Regions from separate parts of the Mus musculus genome. Here all the other regions are linked to region 2. Evidence: chromatin contacts called from public ChIA-PET, Hi-C, HiChIP or PLAC-seq and promoter capture Hi-C data. All regions are on one chromosome and are shown on one strand. Each heading gives the region's core, a stretch centred on a gene start, on an enhancer-like site or on the middle of the called end of the contact. The rest is flanking DNA. Distances are from core to core; before and after follow the strand shown. Region 1 overlaps Lcp1 (lymphocyte cytosolic protein 1). Region 2 holds the start of Esd (esterase D/formylglutathione hydrolase). Region 3 has its middle 15 kb from the start of Gm4278. Region 4 overlaps Rubcnl (RUN and cysteine rich domain containing beclin 1 interacting protein like). Region 5 has its middle 54 kb from the start of Rubcnl. Region 6 holds the start of Rubcnl (RUN and cysteine rich domain containing beclin 1 interacting protein like).

What was found. Hi-C and Micro-C count contacts between places; a contact is called where the count stands out from the background. ChIA-PET counts read pairs in DNA pulled down with a chosen protein or histone mark. HiChIP or PLAC-seq counts read pairs in DNA pulled down with a chosen protein or histone mark. Capture Hi-C pulls out chosen DNA fragments and counts their contacts.
Region 1: a contact with region 2 is called in a Hi-C map of B cells, with 6 read pairs. The contact joins the enhancer-like site here to the promoter of Esd in region 2. A contact is called at or near these places in 2 of 39 promoter capture datasets (liver and pre-B cells), 4 of 484 Hi-C or Micro-C datasets (B cells, CD4 T cells, CD8 T cells and 1 more), 1 of 115 datasets of contacts at active chromatin or transcription factors (effector CD8 T cells) and 2 of 9 other capture datasets (adipose tissue and liver).
Region 3: an H3K4me3 HiChIP or PLAC-seq map of bone marrow-derived macrophages shows a contact between it and region 2, with 5 times the contacts expected there. The contact joins the enhancer-like site here to the promoter of Esd in region 2. A contact is called at or near these places in 15 of 39 promoter capture datasets (3T3-L1-derived adipocytes, the HPC-7 cell line, Sertoli cells and 9 more), 4 of 484 Hi-C or Micro-C datasets (the CH12 cell line, bone marrow-derived macrophages, embryonic fibroblasts and 1 more), 21 of 115 datasets of contacts at active chromatin or transcription factors (the 230-238 cell line, CD8 T cells, the NIH/3T3 cell line and 12 more) and 4 of 9 other capture datasets (adipose tissue, embryonic stem cells, liver and 1 more).
Region 4: a contact with region 2 is called in an H3K4me3 HiChIP or PLAC-seq map of bone marrow-derived macrophages, with 4 times the contacts expected there. The contact joins the enhancer-like site here to the promoter of Esd in region 2. A contact is called at or near these places in 3 of 39 promoter capture datasets (the C10 cell line, embryonic stem cells and frontonasal cranial neural crest), 1 of 15 datasets of contacts at CTCF or cohesin (the NIH/3T3 cell line), 6 of 115 datasets of contacts at active chromatin or transcription factors (the 230-238 cell line, the NIH/3T3 cell line, bone marrow-derived macrophages and 2 more) and 3 of 9 other capture datasets (adipose tissue, liver and pancreatic islet).
Region 5: an RNA polymerase II ChIA-PET map of effector CD8 T cells shows a contact between it and region 2, with 19 read pairs. The contact joins the enhancer-like site here to the promoter of Esd in region 2. A contact is called at or near these places in 1 of 39 promoter capture datasets (the C10 cell line), 1 of 484 Hi-C or Micro-C datasets (embryonic stem cells), 3 of 115 datasets of contacts at active chromatin or transcription factors (bone marrow-derived macrophages, effector CD8 T cells and large pre-B cells) and 3 of 9 other capture datasets (adipose tissue, liver and pancreatic islet).
Region 6: a contact with region 2 is called in a promoter capture Hi-C map of liver. The contact joins the promoter of Rubcnl here to the promoter of Esd in region 2. A contact is called at or near these places in 14 of 39 promoter capture datasets (the 3T3-L1 cell line, the HPC-7 cell line, cranial neural crest and 9 more), 3 of 15 datasets of contacts at CTCF or cohesin (the NIH/3T3 cell line, embryonic stem cells and large pre-B cells), 4 of 484 Hi-C or Micro-C datasets (B cells, bone marrow-derived macrophages, embryonic stem cells and 1 more), 11 of 115 datasets of contacts at active chromatin or transcription factors (the 230-238 cell line, bone marrow-derived macrophages, craniofacial prominence and 4 more) and 4 of 9 other capture datasets (adipose tissue, embryonic stem cells, liver and 1 more).

The regions. Positions count from the first base shown.
Region 1 is chr14:75,193,550-75,197,390 of GRCm38.p6, reverse strand. The region is part of intron 2 of Lcp1 (lymphocyte cytosolic protein 1); the gene reads right to left. Among named protein-coding and RNA genes, the nearest start is that of Cpb2, 47 kb to the left of the region's middle. Within about 2 kb of position 1,605, at least 45 of the 459 cell types and tissues checked have an H3K27ac peak or open chromatin away from gene starts, as enhancers often do. A contact at or near this core is called in B cells and myeloid progenitors, where this site is marked.
Region 2 is chr14:74,730,773-74,734,334 of GRCm38.p6, reverse strand. It overlaps Esd (esterase D/formylglutathione hydrolase), which reads right to left and starts at 2,038. Exons shown (of 9, transcript NM_016903.5): 1 at 1,947-2,038.
Region 3 is chr14:74,987,597-74,991,686 of GRCm38.p6, reverse strand. No RefSeq gene overlaps it. Among named protein-coding and RNA genes, the nearest start is that of Gm4278, 15 kb to the right of the region's middle. Within about 2 kb of position 2,191, at least 16 of the 459 cell types and tissues checked have an H3K27ac peak or open chromatin away from gene starts, as enhancers often do. A contact at or near this core is called in the 230-238 cell line, the CH12 cell line, bone marrow-derived macrophages and 1 more, where this site is marked.
Region 4 is chr14:75,042,833-75,046,873 of GRCm38.p6, reverse strand. It overlaps Rubcnl (RUN and cysteine rich domain containing beclin 1 interacting protein like), which reads right to left. Exons shown (of 14, transcript NM_198642.2): 9 at 2,401-2,465. Among named protein-coding and RNA genes, the nearest start is that of Rubcnl, 29 kb to the right of the region's middle. Within about 2 kb of position 1,458, at least 73 of the 459 cell types and tissues checked have an H3K27ac peak or open chromatin away from gene starts, as enhancers often do. A contact at or near this core is called in the NIH/3T3 cell line and bone marrow-derived macrophages, where this site is marked.
Region 5 is chr14:75,067,875-75,071,816 of GRCm38.p6, reverse strand. No RefSeq gene overlaps it. Among named protein-coding and RNA genes, the nearest start is that of Rubcnl, 54 kb to the right of the region's middle. Within about 2 kb of position 2,091, at least 123 of the 459 cell types and tissues checked have an H3K27ac peak or open chromatin away from gene starts, as enhancers often do. A contact at or near this core is called in adipose tissue, bone marrow-derived macrophages and effector CD8 T cells, where this site is marked.
Region 6 is chr14:75,013,766-75,017,871 of GRCm38.p6, reverse strand. Rubcnl (RUN and cysteine rich domain containing beclin 1 interacting protein like) reads right to left here and starts at 1,845. Exons shown (of 14, transcript NM_198642.2): 1 at 1,706-1,845.

The sequences.
Region 1 (3,841 bases), core at 356-2,855, 460 kb before region 2:
TTCTGTGCATAAGTTTGACCATACACAGTCAAGGATGAAGGAAGGAGGTGACCTTCTAAAAATTCAAATATGAAAATCTGAAACACATCTTAAATGTTTTCTCAGAAACGTTTGCTGAGCAACCTGCTATCCCTACGCATCACTGCTGCCCCCTTGTGGTAAGAAAGTGAATGAACCAGAAAGGCTCCTTGCTACATTGGGGATGGAGGTTCCATTCGCCAGATTTCTTGATTGTAAATGGAGTAGGGAAACAGCAGATGAGATGTGTCTAACTATAATTTTATTTTGACCATTGTAATAAACTTATATATTTTAAAATATTTCCCATTTATGGCAAGGATACTTTAAACCCATTTTCTTTTTTATGTTTCCACATTATTCTGTGGTGTTGTGTTTGTTCTCAGTAACGACTGACATCCGTGCAAAAAAAGCAAATGTTATAACAATAAACCCCATGGGTCAAACTGCACCACACTTCAAACTGCATCACACATACCCGTGAAACCTCCATCCACTCTTATCTGCCAATGGGAGTGGCACATGTCTGCCAGTGTGAGTGAAACTCTCCAGCCACATGAAATGACAATGGCTCAAACTTTTGTTATCCAATATTTTGTTAATAAAATTCATGCATGAAAATGAAAATAAACAAATGCCCAGGCCACAAGAGTAAGCAAATAAAAGTAGCAAGCCTTAGAGTGTTGCCTGAGAAGCTCAGACTACTCCCCACCCAACAGGATCTTAGCTCCCATCATCGGTGGGAACTAGAGACATGGTTGAAAGTATCTAATATAGGTGCATTTTAACTCATTTAAGAGGCCTTTTTGCTATTGAAACTTTATTTTATTATCATTGGCCTTCTATATCTAACAAGATAGTGGTATGATGGGTTCTCTGGGGGGACCCAGGACATGCTGAAGGACAAGTGTACAAACACACATGATCTCGTTCACAGAGCACAGAAATTCTGAAGAGACATGCACTAGTGATCGGACCACCACCTTCTCTCCATTCCCTCTCCTTCTCCATTCTCCTCTTATAATCAGATTTCCAAAACTCATTTGAATAGAGGCATCTTCAAGCCAAAGAACAATAAACATAGATGCAGCAAGCAGATGCAGTCAGCGAGGAGTTTCAGCAGTCAATGGATGCCTAAAATCTGTCGCACTTTGCTAGTAAGTGGCTGAAAGTTAAACTCCAGCTCTCTAAAAGCTAATGCTAAAAAGAACCATAGGCTCATAGCAAAATCCTTACCAGGCACTAAGAAGAGGGATTTGTGGGGTGCAGTAAGCACCATATTTTACTGTCCCCCGATGACTCTCAGTATAAGCTGACGGTATGCATTAGTACAATTATTTTCATTTTATAGAGAAGGACACAGAAGCTGGGAGAATCTAAGACTCACATCTCAGCAACATTCCAACTCTCATTTCACTCCCCTCTTCCCGGCTGTGCACCCAGGCTCCACTCCACCATGCCTTTCTCTCACTCTCTGCACTTGCTCATAGATCAGCAGTCGCTAATAAGCATCTTGAATACCTTAGCTAGTGGGGCATTGAATGTGAACATCATGAGCCTGTCTGGGAATTGCAGAAGAGGAAGTTTGCACTTCTGCATGTTATGCAATGGAGGCCTCTGTTATAGGAAAGTTGCTGTAACTTTACTAAGTTACTATGGCTGAGTTGGCTCATCTCACCTCAACAAGACCAACACCGCACATGCGCATTCATAGCAGGGTCTCCCTAACACACTGCGGCAATTCCTAGAGGCCACAGCAAGTCTGGTTCTACAGCTGTCAGGCAGGCCTCCTTGTTAGACATCCCACACTTGGTATATAGGTGTCCATAGGTGCTTACGTTCCACACATATTTTATGAATGCCTACTATAGGTCAGGCCCTGCTCTTTCTTCCAAGGGAAGCCTGACCTGGTTAGTAACGGAAAAGCACAGCACAAGGACTGTGGTTGAGACGAGTAAACTGGGTCGTGGAATCTAAACCTGGCCCTGGGTTTGCACACAAGAGTGTCCGATTATTGGACACTGTGAGAGACTGCTGAGAAGTTCAAGTAGAAATAGAAATGAGATTGCACTGTGTCAAAAACAGAGCTAAGAGAACTGGAGAGATGGCTCCGCAGTTAAGAACACATACTATGCTAACAGAGGAGATGTATTTGATTCCTAGCACCCACATCGGGTAGCTCGGCAACACCTGTAAGTCCAACTCCAGGGGCCCCGATGTCCTCTGGCCTCACCTGTACAAACGTGGTGTGCATAAACTCATGCAGGCACCCACATATACATAAATAAAAATATAAATAACTTTTAAAGAACAGAGCCATAGAAGCAATAGAAGAACCATCGAAGTGGGAAAAAAAAAAACCTTCAAAGGTCATGGTATAATGAAGGAGAAATGTTTTAGTATAAATACCAAATGTCTCCAAGCATGGTGGCATACCTCTTTATCCCAGCACTCAGGAGGCAGAGGCATGGGGAAATCTCTGAATTTGAGACCAACCTGAACTAGTGAGTTCCAGGACCACAGAGGGGAACCCTGTCTCAACAAAACAAAGCAAAACAAAACAAGCAAACCAACAAAAACCAAAACAACCACAAAATAAAACCAATATGTTGGTCAGGAACAAATGTCTAATATAATGTAACATACCACCTAACAATATTCTCTTTAGAGGTTTGTGGGTGGGAAGATCAACTTGGAGATGAAAATAGTGGAAATAACTTCATGTTTAAAAATCCTCAAGTCTTCATTGGTTCAATAGCTTTGAGAAAGAAAGAAAGGAAGAGAGAAAGAAAGGAAGGAAGGGAGGGAGGGAGAGAAAGATGGAGGCAGGGAGGGAGAGGAAGGGAGAGGGAGGAAAGAAGGGGGGAGAAAAGAGTACTTAAGCAGTATAAGAAATGGGCTGGTAAGAGGGTTGGAGCTGACAGCTTAAGTTGCTGTGGCCACTGTGGGCTGTGTAGGGCCCAGACTTACACAAATCATTGTGTTTCTTTTACCTTCATGCTGAGCAGGACCTAGAAAAACAGCTCCACTTTTAGAGACTGGAGCATCAGATGAAGTTTATTACAGTTTTCTGATTTATGCACGGGGTAAACTGTCATGCAACCACGTGAAATGCTTTGTGCACAAATGCTCCAAGGCCGTTCCAGTTGGTGTTCCCAATACAGAGAAGAGAAGAGAGAGGGTGAAGTTACCCCTAAAAGTCTCAGTGACTTTGACAGAGAGGAGACTCTTCAGCTAATTAGACCAAGTGCGGTGTGGAAAGGAGAGTGCTTCCCCAGCGTGGGGCAGGACATGATTAATGTTCTAACATGCACACCAGCCATGTCTAAGAAGGACATCGCTGCAGTAGTGTCTAATTTTAGATATCGTACATAGTTTATGTGTTTGCCTGAGGGGACTGTGCCCATTTTCATTCCTGCAGTTAGAAGGAGTGGACTATCTTATCACCACCTATTATCCAGGTCCTCAGGGGAAGGTGTCGCTTTGCAATACTAGCACCATATAGGCAGCAGTAAAGGCTCCTACTTGGGTATCAGGAGCCCAAAAAGAAAGAAGGCACGTGTCTTCCAGGGCACGAGGGAGTACTTTCAATTGAGCTTTACAGACTCTGTTGTGAGTATGGTTCATACTATTTATTCTTTTTGCTTCTAGGGCCTATATATATTAATCATGTGTTCTTCCACTGAGCTATATCCCCAGACCCTGCCCGTGCCTTACCTTTTGGTAAAACATTTAATTGTATTTTATTTAGTGTGGGGGAGTGTATGGCTGTGGGTGTGTTACATCGAACAAGTAGGGGTAAGAGGAAAACTCGAATGAGTCC
Region 2 (3,562 bases), core at 789-3,288:
GGGTGTGTGTGTGTGTGTGTGTGTGTGTGTGTGTGTGTGTGGAGCCTCCTGCAGGTGCTCACTACAGAAGGCGTTATGGAGAAGGAACTGCGTCTGCCGGGGAGGATAGCTCCATATATGTACCCTAAAGCACTTCCATGGGATGAAATGTGGATGCAGAAGACAGTCATGGGATGTGGTCCTGTGAATCAACCCTGAAGATTGTGGGATTGTGTCTTCGTTTCTATAGAAAGTTTGTGAAAACTAAAACCAGAAAAAAGCTGATAAAATTTAAAAAAAAGTTTGCATCACTGTAATAATAAATGTTAAATGGCTCTAAAAACTACAGTTTATAAAATAAAAAAAAAGTTAAAGTATGAATAAGATATTTTAAAATAGGTTTAGTGTAGCTTCGTCCAGGTCACTTACATTCCCTAACTCATAGCAAAATTGACTTACTGACTTGCTTTGGACCTGTAAGCTCTAGTTACAAAAAGCATTCTTTTACTGGCATTCTATTTGTTGAAAATCTTTTATGCCATAATTTACTCTGTCTCCTTTGTGTGTAGACACACCAGTAGTTGCCATCGTGTTAAAACTGCCTACCATATTCTATACCTTGTACATGTTCACACTCCAAAGTACCATCTAGGTTGCATAAGCTGATTCTGGTATGCTCACCCAAGAATGAACTTTCTTAAGTTTCTCAGGACCTATGTTGTTTGTTAAGATACAGTTGCCTCCAGACTTAGTCAGGGCTTAGTCACAGACCTTTGACAATGGCAACACACTTTTGCTGCTTCACAATGAATAAGCATATTCTGCTGCTTTGGGGAAGGCATAAATTCACAGTCCTGACCACCATTTCTTTACTCAAAGCCTGTCCTGCCTCCCCCCCCCTCTATTTCATTCTTAGTTCCCAACTCCCCCACCCCACGCCCCTTTCCCAGTTCTTGTCACATATTTTCCCCCTAACTCATAGTCCCTAAATTTCAAACACATCTTCTGGGCTGAAAAATCTAAATCTGTCTTTTCATATTCAAATTTTAAGCATTAGTGCCAAACTGCTATGCATTTATTTCGCATCGCTATAGCAAAACCCAACACATTTAAAATTAAACTTAGATCCTTGCCTGTACAGCCTATCTTATATCTGAAATGTCTCAAAAGTTGAACTTTAAAAGTTTCGTTGCACGCGCCCTAAATCCCTGGAGAACCAGGCGTTCGAGAACAGCCTGGTATACAAAGTGAGTTCCAGGACAGTCAGAACTACAATGTCTCAAAAACAAAATAAAACAAAATCTCAGTATCATCATAGCAATTATATATAGCTAAGAGCTAATTAAAACCTTAGTCTACTTTCTTACTAGTATGTCCCACTACAAACAATACTGTTATAGAAGCCTGGGGTTTCATTCCTTTAACTTTTCAAAGAATGCCTATAGATTGCTGACCATTAGGCCTAATATGGCCTACATAAAAAATGGTGAATTTTATTAATTTTAAATAACATAAGTGCCATCTTTCTGACGACTCAACCACAAATCACCTATGGACGGCCGCCTACACCTGAATTTTTACCACTGGGCACGGCCTCGAGCGCGCTGCCCAAGACACCTCAGGGCCCTAGTGGCGTCGCCTGCAGCCCAGGCTGGGATCCCGGAGGGAAAGCGTTCCCCGGGCTCCGCGCGGGAATGCTCGGCGAAATGCCGTCCCGGCGGGCACTCCACCAACCCGAGCATCCCAGCGAGCCTGGCGCCCCAGGTCACACATTGTTTCCAGCTCCCCGAAGTTAAAGCGATTAGCAGGCCCTGCGGGACGAGGCCTGCCTTACCGCGGCGGGAAGGGTGCAGAGATCGTCACCATTCCCCGCTGCTATCACCACCGCAGGTCTAGGCGTCCGCGCACAGCCGCCCGAAAACCAGGTAGTAGAGAATGCTTGGGACTCACGACCCATTCCATCTTACCTCGGTGAGGGGCAGCTTCTAACTCGCCAGGGAAGAAGGTTGGGGCTTCCGCCCCGAGCACTGCCTCTGGCTCCGCCCACACCATATGTCCCGCCCCGGCCTCCGGGGCGGGTCCCACGTAGAGGCTCCTCCCTTTGGGCCCGTCCCCTCCTTTGGCCGCTTACTCTGGTCCCCTCTCACGGCCCCGCCCTCAAGTCCCTCCCTTTCTCTGCCCCTCTCCTCCCCAGCCCTCCCTCCTGAGCTGCTCCCATTCTGAGACACCGCCCCCAGGGCGCGCACTCTCCTAGCAGACCTGCCCTATGGATACACCCCAAGGGAGACTAGGAGTTCCCGGACCCCGACCCTCCCCTACAAGGCCATTCCCAAGAGACTTTTCGCCGGGTTCCTGTTTCCGCGGTGTGTCAGGATGAGCCAAAAGTGTGTCTGTCATGACACTGGACCTCTAGACCTCTGTAACTTGCTTCAGATGCTCCCAGAAGGCAACAAGAGAATGAGGCTCTAGTACACCAGCTGGCCTCTCCCAGTTAACTTGTGGAAAGGGCTTGTGTGGAACTCTGCAGTTGTTTGGAAACCTGAGCAGAAATTTCACATTTCCACCCTCATTCCACATCTACTCTGCACCTGCTTGATTTGGAGCTTCTAGGAGGAGGACACATTCATTAACTCTTTTCAATGTCCATTTTTTTCTCCCCTCTTCCCTCAATAAAAGTTGAACTGTGTCAGGGTTTCTGGTTAATCATTTACAGCAGTTCTCAACTTCATCCAATTTAACCAGCAAGTGTACTTTGTTCAGAAAATTAAATATTACAAGCAGTTTTTAAAACCAGTATTTAGGCTGCTAGGTTGTGGATACTATGTATAACCTGTAAGATTGTCTGGTTTAATAATCACGCAGCCTGTGCATTTGCAACAAACTGTCAGAAGGACCCAGTGCCTGCTCTGTGTGTATAGGCTCTCCATCTTAGTTTTGCTGGGGGACTTGCAAGTTATGTGGCTAGTCAGGCTAAAAAACAAGTAGGTGAGCTGAGCTCAGTGGAATATAACCTGTGTGGATGAGCTGCCACGCAGAACGTTGCTTTTCTGTGTCATGTGGCAGGCATTTGTGTACCTGTTTAATGGTTAACCAAAGAATGTTATTTTGAGAAAGCATTAAGGTAAATTCTTAAAATTATTATTATTAACAGAGTCTTAAATGTAATTCTGGCTAGCCTGGAACTTACTACGTAGACCGGCTGGTCTTGAACTCAGAAATCCCCCTACCTTTGTCTCCCGAATGCTGGGATTAAAGGTATACTCTATCACTCCCAAGCTAACTACTTTTAAATGTAATTTATTGGAAAGGTAATTTTTTTTCAAACTGAGTTTCACAACTGAAGTTATGAAAGATTACCCAAGTCTGCAAATTCTTTCTAATTGTTAAATGCTTGAACAAAGTTTAAAGGGTGTTCAATTAGTATCTTGATCTCTTTAAGGTACAAACTAACTCCAAAGAGTTCTTGTATCCATATTAGTGGTAATAATCATAATGACAGTTTCTCTCAGTCAGCATGAAATTATACTAGATCAAAACTTCTATTTTCAAGAACATTAATACTATATATTGTTATTTGGGTGTG
Region 3 (4,090 bases), core at 942-3,441, 260 kb before region 2:
CCTGGAAATCAGTCTTCTACTAGCAGCCTTTGAATGAAGACATAGAACTCACAGCTCTGCATGCACTATGCCTGCCTGGATGCTGCCATGCTCCCACCTTGATGATAATGGACTGAACCTCTGAACCTATAAGCCAGCCCCAATTAAATGTTGTTTTTTATAAGACTTGCCTTGGTCATGGTGTCTGTTCACAGCAGTAAAACCCTAACTAAGACAAGAGCCCAAGTTTTAATCCCCATTGTCCACATTGATGATCATGGCTGTAATCGCAGAATGGGGATGGGGGCAGAGATAGACAGATCCTCCTAGCAACTTCTTGTTCAGCCCAGCCAAAGCACCAAACTTCCTGTTCAATGAAGGGACCCATCTAGAGGTTATAAGCCGAGAGCTGTAGTGGAAGACATCTGATATCATTGGGTCTCTAAATGTATGCATGTGGGTGGGTATGCATATTCATATGCCTATACATATGTGTCACACTAGGAGGAGGAGGAGGAGGAGGAGGAGGAGAAAGAAAGAAAGAAAGAAAGAAAGAAAGAAAGAAAGGAAGGAAGGAAGGAAGAAAGAAAGAAAGAAAGAAAGAAAGAAAGAAAGAAAGAAAGAAAGAAAGAAAGAAAGAGCACCTTGAAAGATGAGCAGCTAGTTGTCTGAGGGTTGAGGGAGACAATGATAGAGGAGCTACCAGGAAAAAAAGACATGTGCTAGATCCTGAATTCTTCTGGCCTTGACCTTCTGAGACTGTGGAATTATGAAAAGATCTTTCATCTGTGGTCTCATTACGCATTTACTAAAGCAACTTCATAAGCTTATACAAAAAGATTACAACCACATAACTATACCTTTAGCCTGTGGAACATTCTGATATGAATTTGCTAAGAGACATGCCAGTGAAAGCAGCAACGGGTCTCAAAGACAGCAATTAGGCATGATTGAATACACATGCCCCAGCAACACAGAACTTCATTACAGTTGTCTTTTAAATAGAAAACCACAAGAGGGCACCAGACTTCACTTTTCTTGAAAACAGCTACCATGCACTGTAAAGTTTGAAACAGGTCCCAAAGTTCAAGGGCATCTGGGGTGGGGGGTGGGGGAGGGAACCTTATTCTTTAATGTGTGCTTCTGCTCTCTAATAAAATTGTAAACATATATCTTCATGTAATTTTTCATGAATGTGGATAATGATATTGTTTTTCAAACTCAATATATATATATATATATATATTTTTTTTTAACTAAATTATTGTTTCTTGCATTCAGATTCAGGTCTAATAGTCTATAGCTGATGAACGAAGCAAAGAAACATCCAGATTGCTTCTTGATACTCATCTCCCAGCCTGGGTAGCCTCTGCTGGCCCATGGGAAGTTGGCTCCTTTGTTTATTTATTCATCCACTTAGCAAATCTTCCTTCAGGTTTTACTATGTGTGGGCAAGCTGCTGGCTGTTGAAACATCTGTACAAACCCAAGGGCCCTGCCCTCAATGAGTTTATCATCTAAAATGAACCAGACACATAAACAGACAAACAAGGAGTGGGCAGTGCTCTGAGGGCGTGGTGTCTATGCCACTGTGTGTCCCCAAAACCCCAGTTGTTGACAGTGTAGGGATAAGAGGCCTGGGGAACTGTGAGCTGGGCTTCAGTGTTAGTCCTGCCTGAGTCTCTGGTTGCGAGCTCTCTGACCTCATCTACCTCAGTTTACCCGTAGAGCTGAAACTGTTGCCCTCAATAATCTGAGACTCAAGCCTCGATATCAAACATGACATTTCAAGGCTTTCTTTTTTTATTGTGGCAAAACATGTACATATTTATAACCATTGAAGTGTGTGTGTGTGTGTGTGTGTGTGTGTGTGTGTGTGTTGCCATAATCTTAACCTATTTAAAGTGTGAAATTCTGTGACATTGAATGCATTCACCTTTTTGTACAACCGACACCATTTCTGGAATTTTCTCATTGACTCAAACAGAGACTTTGTCTGGGTCCCTAGAAGAGCCTCGCTGTTCTTTACCCAGCGGAGCTCCAGCGTTTACCCATCCTTGGTATCTGCTCTAAGGCCTCCTGCTAAGCTTCCTCACTCTCTAAAGAGTGGCAAAGGCCACCAATACCTCTGCTGCCCAGCTCTTCCCCCCACCAATACCTCCTCCTCTGCCTATGCTCCTCCCCCACACCATCCTCCTGGCTTTCTATCTTCAGGAGTTACTTCTCCTTTTCTAAGATTAAGGCTAAATTCCCAGGCGGCTTCTTACAGCAGTGAGACAGCTCAATGGCTCAGAGTCTCACTGTTTTCCTTATAAGTCCAGCTCCAGGGGATGAGATAGTCTTTTCTGACCTCCTTAGGCACCTACATGCACAGGGCATACATTCACATAGACAGACAGACAGACAGACAGACACACACACACACACACACAAAACACACACACACACCCAACACACACACACACACACACACACACACACACACACACACACACTCAGAGATCTTTTTAAAAATATGTAAAGCAAATTAGAACCACTTTCACTATTAGAGTTATGTGCTGGCGAGTTTTACGTCAACCTTATACAAACTGTAGTTATCTGAGCAGAGGGAACCTCAGCTGAGGAAATGCCTCCCTAAGATCTTGCTTATAGGCAAGCCCATAGAGCATTTTCCTAGTTAGTGATTGGTGGAGGAGGGCCCAGGCCTGGGCTGGTGGTCCTGGGTTCTTTAAGAAAGCAGGCTGAGCAAGCCAGTAAGCAGCACTACCCCATGGCCTCTGCATCAGCTCCTGCCTTCAGGCCCCTGACCTGTTTGAGTTCCTGTCCTTACTTCTTCAGTGGTGAATACAACACGGAAGTGTAAGGCAAAGAAACCCTTTCCTCCCCAGATTGCTTTTGGTCGTGGTGGTTCATCGCAATAGCGTAACCCCAAGTAAGACAAGTCAACTTGTGTAAAAGTGCATCTCCATGGATATATTTAGAAGGAAAACCTTTCACACATAAAATTATGGAAACCATACTTGGATACAAAATGTGAGTTTTAGCAATTAATAACAGGAATCCATATTATTACTTTTCACAGTGCTGAACAGTTACGAGTGATTTTTCTGTAACAAATCCTTCTATGCATGCCTTCGATAACTATGATGTTTATATTCATACTTAGAGTTTTTCATACAACCAATGTATTCATTTTCTTTTTATTTTTTAAAGATGTATGTATTTATTTATTTATTATATGTAATTACACTGTCGCTGTCCTCAGACACCCCAGAAGAAGGCATCAGATCCCATTACAGATGGTTGTGGGCCATCATGTGGCTGCTGGGAATTGAACTCAGGACCTTCAGAAGAGCAGTCAGTGCTCTTAACCTCTGAGACATCTCTCCAGCCCCATTTTCTTTTTAAAAATATTTATTTTTTATTAACTTTTACGTGTGTGTGTGTGTGTGTGTGTGTGTGTGTGCAGGTGCCCACAGGGGCTAAAAGTGTTAGTTCCGCCAGAGCTGGAGTTACAGGCAGTTGTGAGCCACCTGATGTGGATGCTGGGGACCAAACTGAATTCTCTGCAAGAGGCGTTCTTCACTTAAGGGCTGAGCCATCCCCTCAGCCCTCTTAGTATTTCTTACTAACTAGGTTACATTGACAGTAACACTATTCTCCTGGGACAATCTATATCTAAACTATTCATGTCTTGTTTGAATAGCACAAATGGTAGAAAAAAAAAACCTAAACTAGTCTCAAAGAGATCTCTTGAAATGGAATAGAAAATGAGATGGCAATGACTTTTTTTAGTAAGAAAATTGATTTGTGATATATTTTCAAAAGGTCACCAGTATCAAGTTCCAACAAACTTTCCCTGCAAATGTAAATGTGACTTATTTTGGGTATGAGGGTGAACAGTCCCCCGGGACTAGCATTTTGCTCATACTGCCTGTGGCCTGAACCTGTCCAAACTGACCCATGCCTTGTTCAGCTGGAGTCTAGCTGCTAACAACTAGACTAACTGCCAGACCGATAAGCCTGCCAGAGTTAACTGTGGTCTCACATGATGATCAAAGCGTAACACAGGTTTCTCAAATGTTCTCCGAGTCTGTGTCTATGGTGGGCAG
Region 4 (4,041 bases), core at 209-2,708, 310 kb before region 2:
ATGCATACACACATACACACATACATGTGTGTATATGTACATACTATATATGTATGTATATGTGTGTATACATACACATATACACCAAAGAGAGAAAGGAAACAATACCTGGGAGAGAGAGAGAGAGAGAGAGAATGAGAGAGAGAGAGAGAGAGAAACCTAGACCCTAGACCCCCAAAGAGCTAATGATACACATCTCTGTAGCATGGGGAAATTAACACATGGTGCTTCTGAGGTTTCTCTAATAAAATATTCTGATGGACAAAAGATGTAGGGATGAAGGTGGTAATACTGTGTATTATCTGGTCTACGAAGAAAAACAACCCAGCTAAAATCTCCTGTGCAACCATCCCTCAGCATTAGTGCCTGGCAGGACCTGAAGGACCTGTGTGGGAAGGCGGCAACTCCATTCCCTGGCACACTGTAGATACAGATAACATTTTTCCAACTAATGCCTTGAAGAGTAGACAGGACTAAGTCTTCACTGGGCACTTAGTCTGTTTCCCAATCTGGTGAATGGTTAATGTATGTTATTCTAAGCTTCTAATTCCATGACTTAGGAACTTATATTTCCCTCTTTCATTGAGGAAAACAGGTCAGCGAGGTGAAGCATCATAGTGGGGACACACAGGCAGAGAGCTGGACACACAGGCAGAGAGCTGGACACACAGGCAGAGAGCAGGCGAGCTCAGTTTGAATCTAGTGTAGCCAGCATATCCCACTCCTTCGGGTGATGAAGGAGAAGGTGTCTCTGCCTAATGGATTATCCTGCGTGTAGAGGTATAATCTGCGTGTACAGTCAAATCACCAACAGACTAAAGGATCAAAAAGTATAATACTGAGCATGCCATTTGTGATGGTTTGTATATGCTCGGCCAGGGAGCAGCATTATTAGAAGATATAGCCCTGTTGGAGTAGGTGTGTCACTGTGGGCGTGGGCTTTAAGACCCCCATCCTAGCTGCCTGGAAGCGAGTCTTCCACTAGCAGCCTTCAGATGAAGATGTAGAACTATATCAGCTTCTCCTGCACTATGACTGCCTGGAAGCTGCCATGCTTCCTGCCTTGATGATAATGGACTGAACCTCTGAATCTGTAAGCCAGATCCAATTAAATGTTGTGCCTATAGGAGTTGCCTTAGTCATGGTGTCTGTTCATAGCAGTAAAACCTTAACTAAGACACTGATATAACTCACCTTTCCCAGCCTCAAAGTCTCTACCATCTCAGGATCCACTCACTCATTCACCAAACTTCATCAAATGCCCACTGTGCTATCATCAGTACAGAATAAATCATGCCCATCCTTCTTCCTTAGACCACGAGGACAGACAAAAATGGAAGCAGATCCCATGGGGGCAGGACCTGCAAGATCCCCTGCCGTTCTGGCAGGAAAGAATGGACTCAGGAAGGTACTTAAACGGATTGATGGAGTCTCGCGTCTATGTGGTTTCTGACTCATGCATTTGGCATTTGGTGTGGCATTAGGGTGTACAGATCAACTCACAGACCCGCCTCTTGCTAGGCTAGCTGGGAAAATGAGTCATTTAAAGAGGACACACTGTGATTGTCATTAACGTGTAGTGAGATAGAGGAAGCCCTGGCTGGTTCTGCTTTCAATTTTAATGTCTTGAAACAGACATCTTCTCTGGAGAACAAGCAATCCCCAGGTTGTGCTGAAAGTCTTGCATGGTGTCACTTGGGGAAGACTAGTTTGCAGGACCTTGGCCATCCCATAAATGAGTTACCATATCCTCAGCTCTCAGAGAAGTCTTGCCAGGAGCCATTTGATTACTCTGCAGGTATGCCTAGAGGACCGTCTTATAAGCAAGCATAGCTATAGAGGCTGGAGATGAACAATGAGCAAAAGCAACAAGGCTTCTGCCTTCCTGGAATTTATGGTTTGGTGATGGAGACAGATAAATGCTGAATAAGCATTGCAGAGGAAGATCCTATGAAGCACACACGCGACTGTCTGCGACCACACGATCCACAAGGCAACCATGGAAGATCCCAGGAAAAGGAGAGGGGGAGTGGAGTGGGTAGAAAAAGAGCATAAAGATATGAAGAAAACCAAGAGTCATGGGGAAGGAAGTCTATGGGGGTGAGGGGTTCATTCTGGGAAGAGGAAACAATAGTTTCAACCCCCTAAGACAGGTACGGCTGGGTTGTCTGAGTGCCCAATTGAGGAGCAGCCAGGATGCTGGCCCTCCTTGTACCTGGCTAGTCATGCAGCTTTGTAGGTCACAGTCTCCTCCTAGCAAAAGACAGGGCCACCTCCACGACTCCTTCACAACACGCTCACACCAAGAAGTCAGTCTCACTCTAAAGCAACACATAGTCCAGCCCTGCAGATCCTCACTGTTATCATGGAACAAGCAAACAGCGCAGGACCTGTACTTACTGGGCTGTATTGGAGTCCCACATCCAGCACAGAAGAAGTTCTGGGCCACCACTGCTATGTCCCTCCTGAGGACAGAAAATGGCAACTGTTACACGTTTTCAGAGCTGGTCAGTACAGCGTTTTTCACTGATGGAAAAGCAGTGGACATCGTGGTCCGTTTCTCAGTTTAGGGGCTTTAATTTTGTCATCTTTTCATTTTAAGAAAAGTTTATACTTATCCAATATGTTTTTCTGGTTGGAATCTGTTGGCCTTCTAAAGCTAGGATTCTTTAAACATCTCAATTGTGCCCAAATTAGAAGTCAGTATCACATATAACTCTTCTATTATAGAATCCTTGGGGCTTCCCACTACCTGGCACAGAAACCAGGGTACACAAGACAGCCGAGGAGACAACAGTCTAACATGCTTGGAAAGGACACACGTGAATAGATGTAATAAAAACATTAGAATAAGGCGATGTGACAAAGTTATAAAGTCCTCTTGAAGAGGAGTGCTCTGGAAACAGCTGTGTCCTGATTTCAACGGGGACCTAGAGTTATGGGTAAAGTGGTAAATTTGCATTTTTATCTCAAGGTCAACAAAAATTGCCAAGGTTTAAAAAAAAAAAAAAACAAACAAACAAAAAAAACATGTGAGATCTCTGCCCATGTCTTACAGAGGATTCTGGGAAAGGAGGGAAAAGATATCCTATACAACGAGACTAGCATGGCTCAGTGTCTATAGAGGACAAATTCTGCCCAAGCAGTCACAACATCCTTCCTGGCATCAGCTAAGCCAGAGAGCAAAGACACCAGATAAAGATAAGTAAGAGACCTCCGTGGAGCACAGGGAGCACGGGGAGCACGGGGAGCACGGGAGCACGGGGAGCATGGGGAGCATGGCTTCATAACCCTCAAGTTTGCATGAGAGACCAAGAGAATAGAAAGACTGCAGATAGTTAAACTATGTTGCCTATAATCTCTACTTGTAATCCATTACACATCCTCAGAACAAATTGCCAACAAACTATTATGCACATGCGATAAGTGTGGCCCCATACACACACACTGTAGAAGTTTAGTTCTCTCTTACGGAATTTTAGCTGTCTCCCAGCTTCTATGGCTTCATAGAATAAAGATTATATTTGCATCCTGTTAACATTTCTCAATGACAGTTAATCTCCTTGAAAGTAAATTCTTCTTTTAAAACTTTTATGCATCGCACTTATTTTTATTGCACACTAACTGGTTTGGAAAATAGAATTAGAGTGGTCTCATCGTTTTTAAATTGTTGCATTTGATTTCTGTTTCAGTATTAGCCACTTAAAAATCCTCTTAGGCCTTTTTAATCTACCAGTGCTATGTAATGCTCATAACTGAGGAGGCAGAGTGTACTGGCTGGTTTTGTGTGTCAACTTGACACAAGTTGGAGCTATCCCAGAGAAAGGAACCTTCCTTGAGGAACTGCCTCCATGAGATCCAGCTGTAAGGCATTTTCTCAATTACTGATCAAGCGGAGAGGGCCCAACCCATGGTGGGTGGTGCCATCTCTGGGCTGGTAGTCCTGGGTTCTAGAAGAAAGTAAGCTGAGCAAGGCAGGGGAAGCAAGCCAGTAAGCACCACCCCTCCATGGCTTCTGCACCAGCTCCTGCTTCCAAGTTC
Region 5 (3,942 bases), core at 842-3,341, 340 kb before region 2:
AACTCCTTTTGGGGATTTGTAAGTTGTCAGCACTGGGTCTAGCCAGAGGCAAGCATCGTGGCCCTTTTGAGACTCTCTCTCCCTTGCTAGTCATTCTGGCAGAGCCCACTGGGAAAGGAAATTTAGAATTCCATTCACTGAGAGCTGATGGCTGGAGCTGAGCACAGAACTCAAGGCGGCTCCTGAGAACAGAACGGGAGCTTAAGCTAGGTTCCTTTCCATCTACCCTGATAGGTTCCACCTTGGCTCCACACTGACTACCGTTTTGACAAATCCCTTCCATCTCATCCCAATACCACAGCTTGGGGCCCCTCCATCTCTTGTTCTCCTTGGGTTCCTATCACGCAGTGTTTGCAGACTTCCCAAGTAGCCTTAGCTTCTTTCTGGTTCTTCGCCTCTCGGCAGGGCTGTCATGATCTCTCTTGACTCTCAATTTAAGATTGGACTGAGAAACGTCCAGGAGACTGATAAAGCACACCTCGGGCGGCGCCAGTGACGGCATTCCAGACATGTTTAGATCATGACTGCTCTGACAAGGGATGTATCAGACTCTCATACCATCGATGGTGCCGTTGGGAGGTGGTGAGCAGTGGGAGGTGAGGCGGAGCTGAAGGAAGCGGATCATGGGAGCCTGACCATTGGCGATAAGCTTGTCCTGGCACCTTCCCGCTCCTCCATGTTGCTTGCTTGGTTGCCTCGAGTTGAACAATTCTGCCCCACCACACTCTGTCACCACGAGCGCCAAAAACCTCAGAAAGTGTGAGTGAAATGAGGAATTCTTCTGTGTGGTAGTTTTATTTAGGTCACAGCAACACAAAGTCTGACTGGCACACTATCTAAACCACAGCCCATTCCATACCAGCCAGCCCCAAGCAATCAGGGTACCCTTTCATTAAGAACCAGCAAGGTTCCCATCTTCAAAGTCCTATGAAAACTAAACAGACCCAAATCCTAGTCTCAGCACAGTGCTCAGTGGGAGGCTGCTGAACACACTCTTGACACACAATTCCAGGTGCCTGAATGTTCCCTGGTCCTGAAGAAACACACTAGATTTATCCCCCTCCCTCAAAGGCATGTGTCATTCTCTTATTCAAAGAGATTCTTAATTTTTTATGACATTATCTCTAAATTGGACCCTGGCCTCTAATTTACATAATTTTCAGACATCTCAGGAAATCTATTTAAAAATCCAATGGGAATTGAGTGGGCGACGGGCTCCAAGGCATAGGTAGCCAAGCCTCCCTGGCTGTAACAGTTTTCTGGTTCACTGGCAGACAGGGCTCCAGGCCTCTGCGCCGACACACTGTAGCAAATTTCAACTAGAAAGACCTTTGATACTTTTTCATCAAAAATCATACCTAAGGATTGGCGGATGCTACCTGCTTCTCTCGCCACTCAGTGAAACACTTCAAGCTCACATCTCTGTTTTACAGGTAACTTTATCAAGTAAGGAAACAGCAGACCCTGAACAGCAAGATAACAGAGCGATACATAGAAGTGTGGTTGAGCCTCTGTTACAGAACGCTGGTTTCTTTCCGCAAACCTTTTGACCCCTCCAAGTTGTACCTTAGAAGGTGACATTATTCCCCTTCCCATCCTACTGAGCCTCCAAACTGAGTCGAATCTTGGAAAATATTGACTGATCCATTATGGAGGAAACAGTATCTCCATGTGGCTACTGGAATTTTTCTTATATTCAACTCCATTTTCTGGTAGCTTAACTTTATAAACTTTTTAAATTTTATGAAGCATAAATACAGCATGAATCCCACTAAGACATGACATCCTCTACTTGGGGCTGGCCTACATGGTTTGTCTTGAGGGGGAGGGGAGGGGACAAAAAGGGAGGGGAGGGGACAAAATGGGAGGAGAGGGGAGGGGAAAGGTTTTAAAGAAAGGGAAACCTTAATGTACCAATCCTTCCTCCTCCTGTGGCTTGTTGCAGAAAAGGGAACCCTCTGGTAGGCCCTGAGAAACTGGACAGTCGTTGGCTCTCCTCAACCTTCCTTACCGAGATACTGCCTCCGAGAACAGACATAGGTGACAGGAAACATGTGGGCTTGCATGTGTCAGAACTAGCTTGAGTCTTGCAGGTCTGTATGGTTGTCCTAGTGCAAGCCACAGTATTGTGTCCCAGCCATGACAGTAACTGTGTGAACCTCCATAAATAGTCACCAAAACCCAACACTTAAGTTTATTCTGAAGAAAGCAGGTCCACCAGTCAGGGGCTGAGCTCCCCACTACAGAGGGTCTGCTGTTCCCCTCCCCCCTTGCCATGCCGTTCTTAGGGCTTCCGCAAGTTGCATCAAGCAGGATGACTGATGGGTGTTGCAAGCAGTAGAAACCACAGTCTGCCAACCCCCGTGGCCCCTCCCTGCTGCCCTCCCTCAACCCTTTCCTGGCAAATAATATCTAATATCTGGTGCAGCACAAAAGATCAATGCCTTCTGCAACGATTGTGTCTCTAAAATTAGTGATCGGGCAAGGGAAGAAAAAAAAATCAAATTCCCAGCTCTTTTAGACTACATTTGAATTGTAAGTGCCATGGTCATCAAATGCAAACTATCATCTTTGGGTCCATCTGTAAACAGAACACCTTAAAGGAGGAAACAGCAGGCTAGGAGGAAGACACTGCAGAAGCAGCCTTCCTGCTTTGACCAGCTTGTTTTTCCAGAAGATTCTGCCAGTGAATACCATAACACTACCAAGGGGCTCTCCAAGGGGCGTGTCTTGAAAAGGCGATGAAGCAGCTGCTCTGCGAAGGCAGTCACACACTCAGATGGCAGGAGTTTCCTGTTGCTGCTGTAACAACCACAAACCAGTGGCTTCGAATGAATCACGACCTTAGCAGCTCACAACTCCGAAGCTCCGAAGCTTGAAATGGGGGTCTTGGGGTTAATGCTGGTGGGTTAGTGCTGGTGGTGGCTTCCCTACTGCATGGTCAGCTGACCAGAAATGTTAATTCAACCAGGAACTCCAGTTCCGTCAATTGCGGGTTGCATGACCTCAGCGCATGCTCCAGGGATTTGGATGTAGGTGTAGGGTGAGTTTGGGGTGGGAGCCCTTTCTGTCTGCCACAGAGGGACACTTTAGCCTTCACCCTCGCCCTCCACACCACCCTCTACTCCTCGCATACCTCACCATTGACGCCACCCCCACACCACGCCTCTTCACCCTCCACCCTCACCCACTCTCCACCCGACCCGTGTCGTCCCCCCCCCCCCTTCCTCCACACCATACTTCCTTCCCAAGGCAACCTGGCTGTTTTGGCAACATCTCTACTTCAGATGGAGCCTATAGGTGGCTCATCGGGGCCCCCTGCTGAAATGCATCTTCTCTGGGGCATTTCAGGGGTGGTCAGGATGTCGACTGAGGGCAGCTAACCTCTGCTTCACGAAGAAGCATCACAACCACGACTAACAGGGATTTAGTTCCTGCGGCATGAGCAGCCATCAGGACCCTCAAACTTCTGTGCCACCTTATGAAAATTATTTTTAATAACTCTCTGGGCAATTTGCTAATTATTTCAAGTTTCCAGGATTTCCAATATCTGTGAAAGACAGAATGAGGTCCACATGTTGGCCGCAGTTGGCTACGTAGGTCTAGAACTGAATGGGTTTACGAGCGAGGCCACTTAGAAGCAGGCTATGTTTGCCAGGACCAGTTCTCACTCTGATGCTGTCCTTTTAGAGGGAGATCAGACAAATTGCCACGTGCATTAGTGTGCACAGTGCCCTGTACTGCATCATTAGTTATGCTAGCCAGAACTTATGATTAAAGAAGCCGTGTACGTACTTCTCAGACACAACGCTCTAATCACAAAGTAAACCATTCTCAAAGAGCTCCTGTGTCAGAGTCACAGTAGCACCAGAGTTAAAAAACCAAGAGTATCACAGAGGGTCAATAGCAGAACAATTTTAGACGATGAAAGATTCTGTAAAT
Region 6 (4,106 bases), core at 596-3,095, 280 kb before region 2:
AAAACTCAAATTCCATCAACGTTCCTCGTACCCCTTCCTCAACTCTATACAGATTCTGAAGAAATGAATGAGAAGACACAGTTCCTTTTTGTTGTTATTGTCGGTTTTTTTTTTTTTTTTTTTTTTTTTTTTTTTTTTTTTTTGATACAGGGTTTCTCTGCATAGCCCTGGCTGTCCTGGAACTCACGTTGTAGACCAGGCTGGCCTCGAACTCAGAAATCCGCCTGCCTCTGCCTCCCAAGTGCTGGGATTAAAGGTGTGCACCACCACTGCAGGCAACACAGTTCCTATTATCTAATAATAAAAGATTTTGAGGAGCAGGGTCAGGTGGCACGGCAAAGAGGAACTGAGAGCTGGGGGTGGGGGGAATGAAGAAACAGACGTGCTTTGACCCTTGCCACACGGAATTATGAAAAGACCAAGCTTGCATGGAGCATCTGCTGGCCACTGCAGACAGGAGCTGTGGCCACAGTGCTGGTCACTTTCTTGTAAAGGCCACACGTAAGGCTTTCCCAGGATACCTCTGTCCCTTCAGTTCATTAATCTTTCTAACTCTCAGGGGAACGGAACCTGTGTTCTCCCCTCTCACCAAGGGAACTGGGGTCATGGAGGTGCCTTGACGACTATTTGGACTTGGGACTTGTCTAAGAAATCCCAAGTTTACTAACTGGGCCCCAAACCTTTGCTCTCTCGAACCACAACTTCAACTGAAGATCTAGCACTTGGCAGTGTAACTTGCCATAGGGGCACCTCCAGAATACATGGGGAGGTATATTGTTTTGTTTGCTTGGTTTTGGTTTGTTTGATTTTGTTTTCTGAGCCTTCGTTCTCATTTAGAGTAATATCCCTTTTCAAGCATTCTCTCTTCCACGGGCAAATCCCTCACCGGGTCAGGGAATTGCTTCAATTCCAGGTCAGCAGGTAGACGGACTTCAGGTGGAGTGTGCTTGCTTACATTGGCGAAACGTTTTTCAGCTACCTTGACAAGTCCAGGGCAGTTGGATATGAGGATGGGGTTCTCAAGGTTCATGCCTTTGAGGAACTGAGAAGAGCCAGGGGACCGCCTGGGTTCGTCTCTGTCCTGCCGCAATGAGGATGCCTGGCTACCTCTCCTGGCCCTTGTTTTGTAAAGTCACACCGCAAAAGTCCTCTTCTCTCCAGAGACAACTTCCCACAGCTCCCAAGCAACCATGACACTGTCCTGAGCGCCTCCAGGAACATGGGTCACCCTAAGTCATCTCTCCCTAGCCCAGGGCTTCTCATCTGCACTGTGCCTTGCTTCCTGCAGGCAGGCCAGTAGGGCTCGCCAGCGCTGCTTCAGGACACCTTCAGGGGTCACTGCCTTGAGGACAGGCAGCTAGGACAGGGATGCAGCCAGGACGCTGCGGGGACGCCAGTTATCTTTGCTTCCCTCCGCCCGCGACACTCGTGATCTGAAAAGCTCGGGGAAAGCGAAGCCTGAGACTGCGAGAACGCGGAGACACGGGGACGCGCTCCCGAGTGGGCGCCTTTAGACCCACGCCTCACGGACACACTCTGCCCTCGGACGCCACCGACCCGCCAACCCTGGGTGTAATAAACACGAAAAACAAACTTGGCACAAATGAGCTCCCCGCCCCCAACTCCCAAGCTGCGGCTCCCCCCACCTCCCAACTCGGATGTGTAGGAGCTCAAGTCAGAGAACCTCGCGGGGACCGCGACTTACCTACGCCTCCTGGCCGTTTTATCCACCAAATAGCCACCTTGCCCCGTGGCAGCGACAGGTTCGGATCACCTCCTCCGTGTGCCAACAGCTCCGAGGTTCTGATGGTGCAGAGAGAAGCTGCCAACGAATACAGAAAGTTTTCACCAATAGAAACCGAAGTTCTCTCGACTTCGAACGTGCAACTGCCCTCAGCTCCTCTAGGTGGCGCACGGTGCTCTTTGGGGAAAGAACTGGGACTCTTAATCCTGCACACAGCTCCAGCATCCCAAGTCATCTCTGCTAAAATTGGGAAATGGATCCCTGCTTCGCCTACAGGGCTCCGTTCTCAAAACCTACTTCCATCGCTTTTGACGGTCCCTTGGTTTTGTTCATTGACTTGTCCAGGTCGTGGAGCAAATACAATGATATTTTGGATTATTTGTTTAACATCTCTGAAACACCTTCAGTCCCTGGGGCATCCTAGTTTGGATGGTTTAAACTTAACTAGTTGTTGCCTCTTCGGAGTAAGTTAGAAAACAATAAGACAAAGTCAGCTGAATACTAGCTGTCCATCATTGTCTTCCCCTTCCCGTGTGGCCGGTTTACTTGGGGGTTACACTGGGTTAGACCTGGAAAGATCCTGAGTTATCTGACCACCCTCTGGGAAAACCTGACATTAAAAGGTCAGAAAGAGGAGCTGGTGTGGAAGCAGAAGGATTGAAACTTTGATGCCAACAAAAGCTACATGGCAAGACTATTTCAAGACAAGTTAATAGACAAACAGTGCAAGTTAGTGCTAATGCTGTTGCTCGGCTGCTGAGCTTGCTTCCTTTTCTGTTTAAGTATCCTTGAAGCCACCCCTGATGGAAACAAATCATCTGTTTCAAAGCTAAGGGATATGTGGCTTACAGTGTTGTATAACTCATCTGAGGTCCCATAGCTAGATAGCACAGTCAGACTTGTTAAGGTAGGTGTATCTGGCAGGAGATCTTATATCCAATTTCTTTCTTTTTTTTTAAGATTTATTTATTTATTATATATAAGTACACTGTAGCTATCCTCAGATACTCCATAAGAGGGTGTCAGATCTCATTACGGATGGTTGTGAGCCACCATGTGGTTGTTGGGATTTGAACTCAGGACCTTCTCGACAGCCCTTATATCCAATTTCTATGAAGCATCAAATAAGCCGACAAATTATGAAAAGGGGACTATGTGAGAAACTTGATTCAGGAATATCTAAAAGGAGAGAAATCAGAGCACAGGACATGGAGAAAGAATCTTACAGTGAATGTCATGCTGAGCACATTAAAGTTTGAATCTGGGGCCTGGAGAGATGGCTCATCAGTTAAAAGCACTGACTGCTCTTTCAGAGGTCCTGAGTTCGAATCCCACAACCACATGGTGGCTCACAGCCATCTGTAATGAGATCTGATGTCCTCTTCTGGTGTGTCTGAAGACAGCTACAGTATATGAACTGGGCTTCCTTATATATAGTAAATAATAAAGAAATCTGAAAGTTTGAATCTGAGATGTCCCCTACAGGTTTTGTTTGTTTGTTTTTAAGATTGTTCCCCAATAGCTGGTGATATTTTGGGAGACCCTGGAACCTTTAGGAGTAGAGCTGAGCTGGTGGAAGTAGGTCACTAAAAGTGGGACTTTCATGTTTATAGCCCAGCCCCAATCCCACAACTTTCTGCTTCCTGCTCTGCTCCTATGTGAACAAGACTTTGCCTCCACCACCCACTCCAACAGATGGATGGAACCTGCCATTCTGACCTCCCACGATTGAAATCCATCTGTACTGGCTAGTTTTGTGTCAACTTGACACAGCTGGAGTTATCACAGAAAAAGGAGCTTCAGTTGAGGAAATGCCTCCACGAGATCCAACTGTAAGGCATTTTCTCAATTAGTGATCAAGGGGGAAAGGCCCCTTGTGGGTGGGACCATCTCTGGGCTGGTAATCTTGGTTCTATAAGAGAGCAGGCTGAGCAAGCCAGTAAAAAACATCCCTCCATGGCCTCTGCATCAGCTCCTGCTTTCTGACCTGCTTGAGTTCCAGTCCTGCATCCTTTGGTGATCAACAGCAGTATGGAAATGTAAGCCGAATAAACCCTTTCCTCCCCAACTTGCTTCTTGGTCATGATGTTTGTGCAGGAATAGAAACCCTGACTAAGACAAATTGGTACCAGCATAGTGGGGTATTCCTGTGACAACATGACCATGTTTTGGAGAGGACTGTGGAAGGACTTTGGAACTTTGGGCTAGAAGATCCATTCGGTGTTAAGTGCTCTGTCAGACATTGTGTAGGAGGTTGGAAGAAAATGTTGAAAACAGTGCAGACGTTGGAGGCCTGGCTTGTGAAATTTCAGAGGGAACATTAAAGACTCTTTTCAGGGCCATACTTATTTTGGATTGTGAA